2 separate regions of the Oncorhynchus mykiss genome follow, and region 1 is linked to region 2. A link is a contact called in public Hi-C data. All regions are on one chromosome and are shown on one strand. The core of a region is the stretch at or near the end of the contact, and the rest is flanking DNA. Distances in the headings are between cores, read along the strand shown.

The links. Hi-C and Micro-C count contacts between places; a contact is called where the count stands out from the background.
Region 1: a contact with region 2 is called in a Hi-C map of liver, with 6 times the contacts expected there. The contact joins the promoter of LOC110504600 here to the promoter of LOC110504372 in region 2. A contact is called at or near these places in 2 of 3 Hi-C or Micro-C datasets (blood and liver).

The regions. Positions count from the first base shown.
Region 1 is chr31:12,894,326-12,897,025 of USDA_OmykA_1.1, forward strand. LOC110504600 (V-type proton ATPase subunit e 2) reads right to left here and starts at 1,381. Exons shown (of 4, transcript XM_036969930.1): 1 at 1,061-1,381; 2 at 418-465. The coding sequence starts at 1,164.
Region 2 is chr31:12,715,463-12,718,162 of USDA_OmykA_1.1, forward strand. LOC110504372 (cytoplasmic polyadenylation element-binding protein 4) reads right to left here and starts at 1,273. Exons shown (of 12, transcript XM_036969722.1): 1 at 1,103-1,273; 2 at 1-11.

The DNA of each region.
Region 1 (2,700 bases), core at 131-2,630, 180 kb after region 2:
GGAGAATGGTGTTCCCTCTCTGTGTCTCTATGTGGGACAGATGCTGAACACTTCCCTAGCTCCAAATATAGGCCAATAGTCCCATTTCACACTTTCATGAAAGCAACATTATGCATGATGCAAGATTCAACACACACAACACTGGGCTTTAATCATTACCCCGATTCTGTTTCAAAACGTTTACGCAAAACAGAAAACGCAAAAGAGAGTTTCTATTGGTTAAATTCAGGTAGATCCTTCCCAGTTTCATTTGCTCTGTTTAATTCTTAAAACGGTAAAGGGTTTCCGTAATGAATACACCCTTGATGTTGCCCGCCTGCGCCCTGTTCCAACCAACGGAGCCAAATTAATACAAGAAGGGCCCTCATAGTGATACTGTTAAATATTCAGCTACATTCCTGGGAGGACTATACTTACAACAGGTAGCAGCAGACAGCAGTTAGCACCAACATGGTAACTATCACTCTGTGGAGGGGGAAAGAGAGGCATTATTGCACTGGGCCAAGACATTATTACAAAGCAGTAACAAGACATTAGGCTATAGACAACAACAAACCAAATGTTAGTCCTATATCTATGGTTTATTATGGCAAGTGCTCATCTCCCAGACGTCCTACTGGGCCTACTTCATGCAGATAGGGCTTTATTATGCCAACTTCAGTCACATGCAAGTGACAGAGCAGATGGGAACTAGAAATGGACTGGGGGAAGTTCCAAAATTACATCTTAATTCGTCTATTTCCATCAATTTTTATCCAACAAAACGAAATTTGCCAAATGTTAAAGTTTATTAGTACTTTAAAGTCAACTCAACTATTGTTGGCCATGATGAGCAATATATTTGACAATAGAAACAGCTGCCAAGTATAATAATTTAGCAACGGACTAAAAAGCTAATAAAAAGTTATTGGACGCATACACATAAAAATAGGTTTCACATTTTCCACGAATATGAATACAAGAGACATTTGAGGTCTAGCATGAAGTATGTCCTTTGTTTGCAAACTTTTATAGTTAGCAAGATATTGCTTTTTTCTATCATGTTAGCTAATTTACTCACCCTCTGTTCGGTCCCTTGGGGACAAACCACGGCACAACTCCACCAATAATCCCCCAAAACAGAGTCATCACCGACATAGGAATTACAAAACTAAGCTCCGCCATGTCTGTCTTTTGTTATAGAGTTTTAAAAGTAGAAAAAGTTAACTTATGCGCTTGACAACGCTTACACGACCTCGAAGTAGCGAAATGCTAACAGACTAGGAAGTATGGATCACATGACGTCGCCACAATAAACTGGGCTGGTAGTCAAAGATTTTTTATAAATAAACCAAGATAGACCACAGCCTGTCGTTTCCAATGCGAACAGATGGGTCATAGTGGGCAGAACAAGCATGCGGGTGGGCAGAGCCCAGCACGAGCTAGCGAGATCATATTGGCCCGTTCTAGCATACATCTGTATAGTTCCGTTGGGGACGCCTACTCTGAAATGCGCGTGTGCAATAACTAGATTTTGCACTCCTAAGCAATTTTTTACAATTTTAGCAAAGGCTACCATACTACCATATTTGGTAGTGAGTGGAAACGCCAAACGGATGCTTTATAATCCAGTGATATATCTGTCTCATTGTTCTGTGGGGTAGTGGTGCCAAAAGTTGTTCATAAACGGATCCTTGGAAACTTGATCCAATGGGAAAATCAATGGAGTTTTTGGATAAATGGCCAAAATATCTTAGACCTTTTTTCTATGAAATAATCTTCATCAACTAATGGCACTTTTTGTGAATTTTGAAGTATTTATGTAATAACAAAAAGCCCTCCAGGACACATACAGCACAGATTTACACGGTTCTCAAAACCTCACTCCAGGATGAGCCTACACAAAACACAGCCCTTAGTTTAAGTGTTTCTAAAATCCCCTATGGGAAAAAGGAATGGTGGAAAAACAATTGGGACCATTTCCTTGTTTGACCGCTAAGTTTTATGGGTATTATGACAGATACTGTGGTACTCTATGGAAGCGGGCCAAAATGAATTGACACCCTAAATCATTGCTGTGGCCGGATTTGGCCAGCGGGCCTTGTGTTTCACACATGTGACTTTGAGGGAACAGAGAGTGTGATTGTCTATGGATCTGAAGTAAACAGAGTTAATGTAAGTCCTCCAACCCTCCAGTCTATTACTAGGATAAATCACAGATACTTTCTCCTCCCTCTCTGAATAGTAACATGTCAATGAGCTGATCCAGCCTGTAACTTACACTCTCTGGGCTTCGTTTAATTGGACCATCAGAGTAAAGCTGTAAAGCTAATATTGATCTAGACGGGTTAATTGATCTCTCTAAGTGACTGCATAGAACAAGATGACTGGCCGTGATAGTCTGCTTGCCTGCCAGCCTATCTGTGAGTCTGCCTGTCTGGAAAGGGAAAGGAGATACCTAGTCAGTTGTACAACTGAATACATTCAGCTGAAATATGTCTTCTGCATTTAACCCAGCCCCTCTGAATCAGAGAGGTGTGTGTGTGTGTGTGTGGGGGGGGGGGGGGGGGGGGGCAGCTTCCCGCTGCCCCTGTCTGTCCTTCTAGCCGTTTGTCTGTTTGTTCACACTAGACTGAGTTGTGTGGTGGAGTGTGTCTCTGTGTTGTCTGGCCATAGAGAGCAGATCAGCCTCACATGTAGGGAATGTCTGGAAGGGTCAGC
Region 2 (2,700 bases), core at 23-2,522:
AGGCCTATTTCCTACTGTTTAACATGAGAAAGGAGAGAAGTGAGGGAGAGAAGGGGGAAAAGTGGGTGAGGGGGAGGTGAGGAGTGAAGGCATGAGCGAGAAAGGGGGATGTGGGGGAGAGCGGGGAGGGAGGGAGAGAGAGGGAGGGTTGAGGCCATAAATACAAAGGCTGTCCCACCACAATTTGAGCCTACAGGCCTTCCAAAACAACACCAGCCTCGCCAACTGCAGTGACTTTGCTGCAACTGCAGCCTGCTAGTCCTGTGATGTAACTCAATGAGAAGAAATCATTGACTCGCTCAGCCACGGTAGGCCAAGGCTACATGATAAAATTACACAGACTAAGCATAGCAGTAGCACTAACAAGCCGCAACAGAAAACACTCGAGTTAAGCTGCGTGGGTTAGATGTGGTAGAAGCACATAGCACCAACCAGGCAGGCTGGCTACACTGTTACTTGACGTTTCACTTCCCAAAGGTCGTTATGTGGCTAGCAAGCTAACAGCTGCTGCGTTGGGCTCCATGTGCCCTGTCAATCAAACACATTGCGATTATCAGTGTTTATCTATATGCGGTCTATATGCAGTGTAGTGTGTCTATGCCCGCGCGTTATAAGTAAGGTAAATACACCAACACCTACCGAATATCTAGATTAATTTTTTTCTCCAATGACCAACTCCGACGCGACCATTTAAAGCAAATACTGATGACGTCTCTTGTCTGTTCTGAATCTAGGGTAGCCTAGTTCCCTGTATAAAATCTGCTACGGTTATAGCCGACAAGCTACCACAGTAGATACATTGTTGCCGATCTAGCGAGCAATCGACGCAGATAAGCAACAATGTCGACTAGAAATTCAATGTATCCTAAAATTCCACCTACAGCGATACACGGGCTGGATCTGCGGTAATATTGGTATTAAATGGTATGTGTATCTTTAAACGACCTCGTCGGTTTCGTGTCCTGTGTGTTCAATGTCATAGCTTAGCACCAATCGTTGTCATCATAATTTAGCAATTCCAAACTACGAGTACAAACCTGAGTGCAATTCTCTGGTATGACATTACATTTATGAAACTAATTCTAGGTCGTGCATTATGTACCTCTAAATTGTCGTCATGTCCTTATGGTTCCTAGATGTTGCCATATTTCAGCTTTTTTCCATTTTCTGCATTTCCAAGTCAGCCGGTGCGAATGGTCTCTTCTAGTCGATGACAGCTGGACCAGTCAGTTAGACACTTCCGTCTCATAACCCCGCCCCCTCCACCAACTCCCGTCCACAGACTGCAAGGGTTTCCCTCTGCGGCCTCGCCCCTTTCCACTGATGAATGGGGTTTCATTGGATATGTCTGGGGAAGCCACACCCATCTCACGCCTTTTCAACGAAATTGCACATGCATTCAAGACGTTCTCCGCCCAAATAAGGATGTCGAGAAATTCATGGGTGGGAGTTGGACATACAGGAAAATAATGTAAGGAAATCATTACATTCAATACTGCCTGCATTTAAACATCTAGTCAGTCAAGGCTTCTGTGCGATATTCAGCTATGATTAAATGGGTTTATTAAACACATTTAAACACAAGATAAAGGCAAGATAAGAGGCAAATCTTGAATCAGCTAGCACATTTGGATTTGGTTCCTCGGAATTTGTGGTAACATACGTTTTTGGTTTCCCATTGGTTCTGGGAACGAAGCTATACGTTTCCTGGCCGGTGAAACTGAATGTTCTGAAAACTGAAGTGAAAATTTCACCTGTTCTGGCAACGTTCAATTTTAGGTTGCAGGGAGGTTCTGATAACGTCTTACTATGGTTTCCGGAAAGTTTTCATTAACGTTCTGAGAACGGAAATGATAGGTTATTGAAAGGTGATTAAATAATGTTTTTAGAACAAGTTTCAATTATACTTTTAATTTGAGAAACAGATGCCTCACAAGTCCTCAACTGGCAGCTTCAATAAATAGTACTTGCAAAACACCAGTCTCTACGTCAACAGTGAAGAGGTGACTCCGGGATGCTGGCCTTCTAGGCAGAGTTGCAAAGAAAAAGCCATATCTCAGACTGGCCAATAAAAATAAAAGATTAAGATGGGCAACTAAACACAGACACTGGTCAGAGGAACTCCGCCTAGAAGGCCAGTATCCCAGAGTTGCCTCTAGACCGTCGACGTTGAGACTGGTGTTTTGTGGGTAGTATTTAATGAAGCTACCAGTTGAGGACTTGTGAGGTGTCTGTTTTTCAAACTAGACACTCTAATGTACTTGTCCTCTTGCTCAGTTGTGCACCGGGGCCTCCCACTCCTCTTTCTATTCTGGTCAAATAAAATAAAATTGTATTGCTCACATTCACTTGGTAAACAGATGTTAATGTGAGCGTTGCGAAATGCTTGTGCTTCTAGTTCCAACAGTGCAATAATATCTAACAAGTAATCTAACAAATTCACAATGACTACCTTATACACACAATGTAAGGGAATGGAATAAGAATATGTACATATAAATATATGGATGCGCCATGGCTGTGTGGCATAGGCAAGATGGTATAAAATACAATATATACAGTTGAAGTCAGAAGTTTGCGTACACCTTAGCCAAATACGTGTAAACTCAGTTTTCACAATTCCTGACATTTAATCCTAGTAAAAAATCCCTGTCTTAGGTCAGTTAGGATCACCACTTTATTTTAAGAATGTGAAATGTC